2 separate regions of the Mus musculus genome follow, and region 2 is linked to region 1. Evidence: chromatin contacts called from public ChIA-PET data. All regions are on one chromosome and are shown on one strand. The core of a region is the stretch at or near the end of the contact, and the rest is flanking DNA. Distances in the headings are between cores, read along the strand shown.

Region 1 (5,457 bases), core at 1,927-4,426:
TTGCTCCCAAGTAACAGCAGGGTGTTTCTACACCTGCTCTAACCCATTTTAGCTCCTGAATAAATGGCACAGAGTCTGGTATTTTTATTAACAAACTACAGGCACTATGCTGGGCAGGTACTCATCTATTCTGTCTCTGACTGCCTACTTCCCAGCCATGTGGTCCTTTACCTGTAGTCCTGCCTTGGCTTCCTCTGTTACATGTGTGGCCTCATGGCTGCTCTCTCATTGAGACCTCATGGTAAATAAATCTTTCTGGTTCTTCTCTTTCCTGGTCTTTCTCCTCTGAGATCCCCTGCTGGGATTTTCTTCTCCTGCCTAGTTTATTGGGTAATCAGCCCTTTATTAATGAATCAGAGGTGTTGGAAAACAATTTTACATAACATTGAGACTAGAATGGTTGTCCATACCAAAGTCAGGACTACTAGATGTCTGGGCATAGAAATCAGCATCTGCTCCTATGGGGCTGTAAACCCCTTCAGCTACCTGGGTACTTTCTCTAGCTACTTCACTGGGGACCCCGTGTTCCATCCAGTGGATGACTGTGAACATCCACTTCTGTATTTGTGAGGCACTGGCAGAGCCTTTCAGGAGACAGCTATATCAGGCTCCTGTCAGCAAGCACTTGTTGGCATCCATAATAGTGTCTGGGTTTGGTGATTGTCTAGGAGATGGATCCCCAGGTGGGGCAGTCTCTAGATGGTCATTCCTTCAGTCTCTGCTCCACACTTTGTATCTGTAACTCCTTCCATGAATTCTAACCAGTACCCCCAGAGCTTCGTGGGACTAAACCACCAACCAAAGAATATACATGGTAGGATTCATGGCTCCAGTTGCATATGTAGCAGAGGATGGCCTAGTTGGTCATCAATGGGAGGAGAGGCCCTTAGTCCTGTGAAGGCTCTCTGCCCCAGTGGAGGGGAAAGCCAGGACCAGGAAGTGGGAGTGGGTGGGTTGGTGAGCAGGGGGAGGGGGAAGGGGATATGGGGTTTTTGGAGGGGAAACCAGGAAAAGGGATAACATTTGAAATGTAAATAAAGAAGATATCTAAGGAAAAAAAAGAAAAAAGAAAAAAAAAACCAAGGAGGAGACCTTACTATGCAGGTCTTTTTTTGTCCCTTTTTCCTGTCTGCTAGGCATTAGCAGTCAGCCTCCATCATGGGCCTCTAGGAAGGAATTGGTATGTGTGGTCTTATAATGGAGTTAGATTTTTCTCTATAAAGAATGAGGAAGCATTAGGAAATTGATCACTTACCATGTGATGAACTTGAGACTTAGAAGTCACATGACTCTAGAAACCACAGCTGTGCACTTGTGATCATCTAAGTATACTTTTAAGGCATTTGCAGGCAGTCATTTATCATTTTTGTATCAGGTTGTTTCCTCATCTTTTGAATCATTTTACAATCTGCTTTCTTGCCTTTTACTAAATGCAAAAAATGTAATCTTATCTTCAGTTAAGTATTTTTCTCAACTCTTTAGGTGACCAAAAAGTGAACAGTCCATGTGTTAACCAGATGTTTGAGGACTAATTAGCTATAATCAGCTAAATTCCTCAGTGGCAGATACCCATATGCTACCTAGAAGCAGGGAATTAATGTATAATCAGCAGTTCGCTTTCAGAGAGGTCTACTGAGCTACCATCCCAAGGAAGCAAACAGCCTGTACACATAGAGGTAGTGTAGCAGGCAGGCCATTTTTTTATTATAGTTCCAGGGCGTACAAACTCAAGACAAAGTTCTGCCTTTAAACAAGGAATGCCTTGGGAAACTGAGAGAGACAAAGGAGTGACAATTTGAATCTGAAGTGTTCAGGTTCATGTGTTTGAATATTTGGTGCCCACTAGGTGACTAGGGAAGCTATAGAACATTTGGGACCGTGGCCTTGCCAGCAGGAGGTGGTCTCTGGGAGTGAGGATTTAAGGTGATGTGTGCTCCAGATCCCAGGCTAACTTCTCTGCTCCCTCATCTGCCGTTTTGTGAGGAGCTGCCTACGCACATCCTGCTGCAGTGGTGGACTGACTGTATCTTCTGGAACAGCCGACATAAATCTTTCATCCCATTAAGTTCCTTCTGTCGGTAACATCAATTAGAAAAGCAACTAACACAGTGGCCAACCCAGAAATCCACTGCCCTCCTAAGCATGCCCCCTTTGCACATGTGTAGGTAGTCAGACTTACTTTAAAATAGTTGTGATGGGGGAAAAAGCAAAAAATTGGACTGTGGACCAGTGATATGAGAAGGCACAGTTTTGGGTTATTTTGGGTAAACATGCAACTCAGTTCTAAAACCTAGAGACCAAAATGCTTCATTACTTTGTGTATATGGTATGCACCTGTGTTGGCATGCTTGTATTATTTGACAAGTATCCCTCAGACTAGCCAGCTGCATTGGTTTCACTCCTCAGGCCTTAATTATATATATTGTCTCATGAGTATCTAGTCATTGACTTAGGGGATGGATTCTGAATGCGTTTGTTATTGTGTGGATGCCGCTAGTGTCATTCACTTCATATCTTGATTTAGTCTGGGGACATATTACATGTGATATGTATGAACTTGCTGCCAGAGTCACACAGCAACCTTTTAACAACAGAGAAGTAACATCGACAGTATGTAGCCACAATGTAACTGTGTTAAAATATTATAGTCGGTACATAAGTATATATGCTGTGTGTACTTTATACATCTGGCAGTATAGGGTGTTCATCTGTGTAAGCATCTTCATGAACAAGTGAACACTTTCTCCACAGCATTGGGGTGGCTGTGGTGGCACTAAGAACTACATAATAATCTTATGGGACCACCATCGTGATTATAGTCCATTACTGATAGAAACGTCATTATACAGGATGTGATTGTGTTTAAGGTGTGACACCTAAGGACCAGTGACAATAATGAAAGTAAAGAAACGGTCTTGGGTCAAGTTGGAAGGTGTTGGTCATGTGACTCAAGGTTATTTCCTAGAAATATAATTACTGCACATATTTCCTTTTTAAAATATTGTATCTTTCCTTCCTTCATGCCTCTTTCCTTTTGCATTTTTGAGATTGTTTGGTATAGCAAGTCTTACCCAGCTCTAACTGGACCTGCAGTTTTTGCTTGCTAGTATAGGGCATTTTAGGACAAAGACACTGTTAAAAGCATGGGCATAGAAACAGACGGGTCTTGTTTGTTTTGGCAGAGGAAACTGCTTTCCCCACTAAGTAGCTCTGGCAAGATCTACTCTCTGAAGGTGATCTTCCAGCCTAAGTTCCCAGTGAGAGGAGCAAGCTATCAGTTTTTCCTCATGATGTATGCAAGCTTCTAGAAGCTGTTACCATTGGACAGGACACACTTTGCAGTCTTTTTTGAAAAGGCCACTCAGAACCTGTAAGCTGCCAGGTGGGACTAGGAGTCTCTGTGGTCTTGTTTAAAGACTTAGAGGATGGCTTCTGCCAGCACGGTTGGCTCAGCCTCTGGCTGCTGTAGAAAAACTGAGGCTTTCATGTTCTCAGGTCCTGGTCTTTAGTATTTGATAAGTAAGAACATAGCCGGGTGTGGTGGTGCACGCCTTTAGTCCCAGCACTCGGGAGGCAGAGGCAGGCGGATTTCTGAGTTAGAGGCCGGCCTGGTCTACAAAGTGAGTTCCAGGACAGCCAGGGCTACACAGAGAAACCCTGTCTCGAAAACAAACAAAAAACAAACAAACAAACAAAAACAACAAGAAGTAAGAACATGGACTCAGCTCTACAAACTGTTTAGATGGACGTTGGAAACATGAATTTCATATTGCTATTATGTGGGAATGCCAGTGTTGGTAGCTTCTTGCTGCAGAATAGACTGACCATGGAGAAGGACATTGGGTTGGTGGTTTAAGACAGTCTTGGGGCAGATCTGACACTTGGTTGACCTGTTTTTGGTATAGCACTTGCCTGTTTCACAAGGGGTGGCAGGCTCCCTATCAACACCAATACAGCATTCCTCCGAGCAAGCTTGTTGACCTAACTAGGTACAGCAAATAGCCAGCTTACTCTGGGCTGCTTACTGGGTTGTGTGGGCTTGGGGAGTGGGACACAACTGCTTACCTCCAGTCAAGGTCTAAAATGAGGAAGGAAAGGGAAGACAGTAAACTCCACGGTGTGGTGTCTATCACCCATTGTTCAGATTGGAGTCACTTGTTTTTCTCCTTGTAAGAAGCAAGGGAGCAATTCATTATAACAGGAGGAAATTTTCTTGTCTTCAGAGGGTTCCAGATTAGAACTGCAGTTTCCTTTAAATGGCAATGATGTGAAGGTAGCCCCAGAATATTATACTTTGAAAAGACAAGTGAAGACCCCTTGTTTTAATGTTGGAGTCACAGAAACTCAGAGAGGCCAAATGGTTTGTTGAAGGGATACATTGCTTATGGAAGTCCTGGATGAGAGTCCAAGGTGTCCTTGGAATTTACTCTGCATATAGATTCACCCTTTGGAATACATTTATGTGTTGATAAAGAACATTTTCTTCTTGGTGCACCATTATCTTCCCAAGGGGTCTGGCATGCCCTGACACACATCATAGCAGAGAAGAGTAAGCAAGGCCAGCGATAGAGATCAGAGAGTGTGGAGTCAGACTGGTTACTTTAAGCCAACTCCCTGAATTTTATTATTTTCCTGCTTTTATAAAATGAAAAAAAAAAAAGTTAACTTATAGCGATGTAACGATCCAAGTGTGATAGTTCACATCAGTCTCAATACATATTAAGTGTGGGCATCGTAAGTGTGCATGCGTAAAGGTCAAAGGTCAATGTCAGGTGTCTTTCTGCCCCGTGTTTTCTGAGATAAGGTCTATCACTGAGCCCAGAGCTTATCACTTTGGCTGGCTAGTCTGCAAGCCCCAGGAACCTTCCCTGTCTTCACCACCTGCCCCAGAACTGGGATTAGATAGACATGGCTTATCACACCCAGTATTTACATGGGTGCTGGAGACCCAAGCTGAAGTCCTCATGCTTTTTGTGGCTGACACTTTACTATGAGCCAATCTCCCCAGCACCCTGTAATGATTTTCAAGATATAGCTATTACTATATGTTAATACATGGACCAACCGTTTTGGCTTTCTTTTCTTCCATTTCCTGTTTATTGTCATTTAAGAACCCAAACAAGACCCACCTTTCTGTGAAATCTCAGTGAAGTCTTAGCAGGCTGGTTTTATTTTGTAATACTGTTGTGTGGTTTCCAAATCTGTAGAGCCTATAACAATTTACTTCTTAGGCTTGTTATAAAACTGCAGCTATAGCCCCAGACCTTAGTATCCTTCTGAGTCGCTCTCAAGTTTTCTTTGTAGTTCTCTTATCTCTCCATTTTTTCTGTCTCCATTTACATCAGGCTCCAGTGAGGGTTGGTCCTCCACAGTGGTTTGGCTGAACAGCCAAGAGCAAGCCACTTGAAGACAGATTTGCCTGGTTGTCACCTCATGGAACTACCAAAGAGATAGGTG
Region 2 (5,457 bases), core at 1,514-4,013, 240 kb before region 1:
AAAGAATGGCAGTGACCACAAGGGGCCACTATCCAACCAAATTCTGCACCATATGGGATGTAACTAGTGGTCTGTGATTCTCGGTGACTTCCAGGAATCTTCCTTAATTTGGAGGTGTCTTGAAAACAATCTTCCTTCCCATTCACCTGCTGTCCTACTGCCCTGAATGTCACTATGACGGCTGATGCTCTAGCAGCCACAATGAACATGGATATGAAGGTCACACTCAGACATAGTAGGGTACTAGGAGGAAGATTCCTGACTTATTGTAGATTTCTATTTGAGAAAGAAACAGTGTCCAATCTTGTTCAGACCAGTGTTTTCAGGGTTTCCCATTATATGTGGCATTGGGCACTGACCTTTGAGTTATTCAGGAAAGACTCTAACAGCAAACCCAGCTTCCTTTGCAGCTCCTGTAAGTCTCTGGAGACACTCGGGGGCTCTTCTTTGGCCATCTTGAAATGTCTGTCAGTCTCACTCTAGAGTAAACTCTCTACCAGGAAATGCATTACTGTAGTACGTAGCCCAATCTCTCATGTCCCCCCGTCTCTTGCTATCGCTGAAGGAAACAAAAAAAAAAATAATTATTAGCAATCTCCAAGGAGCTCGGACCATCCCCAATACATTAACAGCAGGCATGCAGATGAATATAATTTGACAATATTTATCAATTTAAGCTGCACATACTTTGACCCAGCAATTTATTTTTTATGAACCTAAATAAGATAGATATGTGAAAAATACTCATAGGATGTATATCATATTCCTGTTTGTTACATAAAAAGACCAGCAAGATAGGAGGAAAAAGCTAAATCCATTTATTATTTATTATGAACACTTCACTGTTTTATACACACACACACACGGTGTAGAAAAAGATCCAGAAAGGCTATTCTCCGAGAACTTATGCCAAACAAGAAAACTGATTGTACTGTACTATTCAATCTCACCCCTCCCCCTTCTCGCTACCCTACCACTCCAGGCTTCCTTTGCTCTGACAACAGGGGCTTGGGGTGCTTTTTCTTCTTTCTTTGGCTCCCAAGAACCTTGTACAATGCCACACTTTATTTATGTGTGGTGAGGTCTTCACTAACAAGACCTGTCCCCGAGGCCTTGGCACAATTATTTTCTGTGATTCAACAACAGCCTGGAATGTATAAGACAGTCCCTTTCTCACGTCGTTTATGCATTTTTCATTATGGCAATGAATCAAATTAGATATGCTTTTAACCCCGGCTGAGTTTTCAAATAAAAATATTATTCTATATTAATATATTATTCTTATTTCATGTCTCCTAGAACACCTTTCTGGGTTGGAAAGCATAGGATCTCCTTGCAGCTAACCTAGTGTTCTTATAAACCTGCGCTCAGTAGATTCTATCACAGTGCCCCAAATGACTGAATATACCACTTGCCCATTATGTGCAAACACACCTTACCAGTGTCTACACTACAGAGCCTAGTATGCACACCTCCATCACACCAGCTAAAGATTCTCTCCCCTTGGTCAGGGGAGAACCAACGTCAGCACCATTATTTATGTTGTTAAAGCAGCAGCTCCGAGTTAGTGCTGAATTTAGATGGCCCCAGGCTTCAGTTTACCTAATCACATTTCTACAGCGGGCTACAAGTCAAAATACACCATTACAACTCGTCTTTGGCCTGGGAAACATGCAAATGCCACGGAACCGGTCTGGGGAGTCTGCTGAAAGCTAGGGTAGGAAGAATGCGGAGGAGGACCGCAGTCAGGCACACTCATCTACCTAGCCACCAATTTTCTGACCATCTACTCCTTCTAGGGTCCTCTTCAGAGCAGCATCACAGGGAAGGTGGGAAGGCACCACCCCAACCAGCCTAGAGGTGCCCCGCCTACTCTCCGTTTTAGGGGGCCTAACCAGGTTCTCTAAGATCGTGCTCCGCCCCTTCTAAGATTCCAAATAAAGCTTTGCCTCCGGACTCTCGCGTCTTGCAAGCAAACCGCCACCGCGAACGTTCCAGCTGCGGGTCCGGTCGAATCCCCAGATGGGGGCAGGCCTTCGGGGCGCCTGGGAATCTATCCTGGTCCCCATTTCCGATGAGGGTTGAGACTTTCTGTTCTAAGGCTAGGGATCCATGGAGGAAACCGGTGTGATGCAGATGGGGGTCTGATCACGACTACGGGGCATAGAAACTAGGAGATCCGAACTCAGGGGAATTGGGCATCTCGTCACTGATCATCTGGGGCAAACCCACCTTTGACACCTGTAGCTCCCTCCTGCTGTGGCGAATAGCACCCTTGTTGACCAATCCTAGGGAAAAGGTGCGGACGCCGAGACAAGACTTTATTTACATCTTCCCATGCACGTTTCCCAAGAGGAAGTAGGACCTCTGCGTGGGTTGGCATTGGTGGCCTTCCCCGCACGTCCCCCACCTCCGGCCCCCAATCTAGCTACTAGTGGGTAAGCACGGGATGGCTGGAAATGGTGGATGAGATCTCCCCATGAGCTCCTACCCGCGCCCAGCAACTCCAGGCGACAAAGTTCATCACCAACCCAGAAGCCGACGGCAACAACAGGCGAAGGAAGCTAGTGCTTTTCTCCCGCGACCGCCCCTGAACTCCTCCGCTTCCCAGGCCGAGCTGGGAGGCTTCAGCCAGCCGGGGTCCTCTACTCCACACCCCATCTTTGCTCTCACCTGGTGCTGGCTGCCGCGAAACCCCGCCCTGCAGCCACAGAGGGCGCAAAGCGAAGTGGAAGGAAGACAAGAAGGGACGCAGGCCTGATTAGGGGTGAAAGCTGGACCTCCTCCTCCTCACCAGCAAGCGCTCTTCCTCTAAGGCCGAAGCCCCGCCCTTTCTGCCCCGCCCCTCGCAGAGGCTCCGCCCCTCGACTCTTCCTTGCTGAGCTCTGACGCTGACCATCTGTCCAGGCTTGGGTCCCCGCCCTGCCTACCCAGCCCGACTGGGAAGGATCCGGTATCTAGATGGCTAGCCGCGCGGCTGCCACCTTTGCTAGGCCACCCTGCTTCTTCTTCCTACACACTCTAGGAACAACCCCCACAAACTTCTGGATTCTAGAGGATGACTAACGAGTAAATGAGCGCTTGGAGACAGTCTCTTCCTACAGCAGTGGCTTGGAGTGAAAGTTCTGGGGCCACATCTTAGGAGAACTGGCAACCAAAGAAGGGGTTTTAGAGACAGAACTAGTTCTGGATTTGCCCCCAGAGTTCAAGTCATACCAGTCAATCAGTTAGGTACCTCCTGTACTGGAAGGTCCTAGTCATTACGCAAATGCAAGTGTTAGCAGTTAGAGAATCTTAGAGATGGATTATCTCCGTTTTACAGTTTTGAAGACAAAAACGAAGGAAGAGCTAGAAGGATTAAGTTCACAAATAAACTCAAATCCTCGTCTCAAGGACCCGTGATAGAGACACCCATGTTTGCTGGTTCCAAGTCTGAGGTGCCTCGTTCGTTACTCAATGTCAATACTGGCATTTAAGATGGGATGAATCTGTTTCTGAGATGTCCTGTGAGCACTGTGGGCTGCTTGGTAACATTCCTGGGCTCCACCCACGAAATAAAAACAAACACATTAACAGCCCCTCCCAGCTGTGATAACTTAAAATGCTTCCCAGGGGTTGGGGATGTGGCAAGGTCAGAAGCACTGTCTTTGAGCTTAGAGCAGAAAACTACAGGCTGGGGCTGTGGAGGCCCCATCTCAGGGCCCAAGTCTGGCTACGACTGTGTGACTGTGTGCTGAAATTACCTTTCTGAGCCACGTCTTCTTTACCCATTAAATGGGGAGAAGGGCAAGCCCAGGTACTTGTCTGCTACTAAACAGGTCTGTCTTAGTCAGGGTTTTACTGTTGTGAACAGACACCATGACCCAGGCAAGTCTTACAAAAAACAACATTTAGCTGGGGCTGGCTTACAGGTTCAGAGGTTCAGTACATTATCAAGGTAGGAGCATGGCAGCATTTAGGCAGGCATGGCACAGGCAGAGCTGAGAGTTCTATGACTTCATCCAAAGGCTGCTAATGGAAGACTGACTTCCAGGCAACTAGGGTGAGGATCTTAAGCCCACACCCACAGTGACACACCATTCCAACAAGGCCACCTCTCCAAATGGTGCCACTCCCTGGTCCAAGAATATACAAACCATCACATTCCACTCCCTGACCCCCATAGACTTGTTCAAACACATGAGTCTATGGGGGGCCATACTTAAACATAGCATAATGAAAAATGCATTTAGTCCAGTTTTCAAAGTCCTCATAGTCTATAGCAGACTCATGTTAAAAGTTCAAAGTTCAAGGTCTCTTCTGAGATTCATCCAATCACTTAACTGTAATCTCCAAAGAAAGACAGGAAACCAGCTGGGCAAACTCCAAACTCTGCATCTCCATGGCTGATGTCAAAGCAATCTTCAGATCTCCACTCCTTTTTCCTCTTTGTTGTCTGCAAAAAAAAAAAAAAAAAACAAAAACAAAAACAAAAAAAACAAAAACAAAAAAAAAAACAAACTGCTTTTTTCTGGGCTGGTTCCACTCCCTGTTAGCAGCTTTCCTCAGCATGTATCCCATGTCTCTGGCATCTTTAACATTTTTGAGTTTCCAAGGCAATTTCAATGTTACAGCTTCTTGCTTCAGTGTCTGGGATTCCACTTGATCTTTTGGGCTCCTCCTAAGGGCTGGCATCACTTCTCTAGCTCTGCCCTCTGTAGCACTCTAAGCTCAGGTTGATCCACTCCACTACATCTGCTGTTCTTGGTGATCATCCCATGGTACTGACATCTCCAATACACTGGGGTGTTCCACTCCAACTAGGCTTCCCCAATAGCCTCTCATAGGCTCTCTTCATGGTGTCAAACCTCAAATCCTTTGCATGACCCCTTCAGTCCTGGGCCATCAACTACAGCTGAGGCTACACCTTCTCCAATGGCCTTCCATGACCTCTCACAGTGCTGAGCTTCAGCTCTTCTTCCTGACACCTTCATGCCTTCAAAACCAGTACCACCTAAGTGACTCTAACACATTACCAAGTCCAGCCGCAGCACAAGATACAACCTTGGCTATCTCTGGAACACAGCTTCTTTGTGCTCCCAGAAAACAATTCTCAGAAGATTTCACCTCAGTGATGCCGGTCTCTTCTTAATCATTGCTAATTTCTTAGCTCCAGCTGACCAGCATCAATTGTCCCAGTAGTTCCTTCCATTCTTAACTCTAGAGCCAGAGCCACATGGCTGAAGCTGCTGAGGTCTTCTGCTTACAGGAACTAGAACATGATCCCCTTGTACTATTACATTATCACTAGCTTTATGTTTTCTAAATCCTTCACTGCCTAAGCTTGGCTATCCTGGTTCTTGCTCTGTAGATTGACCTTGAATGCAGAGATCAGCATTCCTGTCTCCTGGGATTAAAGGTGTGTACCACCATGATGGATCTAAATTTAGCTGGGTAGGATCTTGCCCCAAAGTCCCA

Evidence for each region. ChIA-PET counts read pairs in DNA pulled down with a chosen protein or histone mark.
Region 2: an RNA polymerase II ChIA-PET map of memory CD8 T cells shows a contact between it and region 1, with 8 times the contacts expected there. The contact joins the promoter of Tmem159 here to the enhancer-like site in region 1. A contact is called at or near these places in 13 of 39 promoter capture datasets (the 3T3-L1 cell line, cancer-associated fibroblasts, cranial neural crest and 6 more), 1 of 15 datasets of contacts at CTCF or cohesin (the NIH/3T3 cell line), 92 of 484 Hi-C or Micro-C datasets (the 3T3-L1 cell line, the AtT-20 cell line, B cells and 49 more), 25 of 115 datasets of contacts at active chromatin or transcription factors (astrocytes, bone marrow-derived macrophages, effector CD8 T cells and 13 more) and 5 of 9 other capture datasets (adipose tissue, embryonic stem cells, liver and 2 more).

The regions. Positions count from the first base shown.
Region 1 is chr7:119,864,075-119,869,531 of GRCm38.p6, reverse strand. The region is part of intron 1 of Dcun1d3 (DCN1, defective in cullin neddylation 1, domain containing 3 (S. cerevisiae)); the gene reads left to right. It also overlaps a transcript of Rexo5 not described here. Among named protein-coding and RNA genes, the nearest start is that of Dcun1d3, 29 kb to the left of the region's middle. Within about 2 kb of position 3,176, at least 19 of the 459 cell types and tissues checked have an H3K27ac peak or open chromatin away from gene starts, as enhancers often do. A contact at or near this core is called in liver, memory CD8 T cells, natural killer cells and 2 more, where this site is marked.
Region 2 is chr7:120,099,732-120,105,188 of GRCm38.p6, reverse strand. It overlaps Tmem159 (transmembrane protein 159), which reads right to left and starts at 2,763. Exons shown (of 5, transcript NM_145586.1): 1 at 2,674-2,763; 2 at 360-559. The coding sequence starts at 455.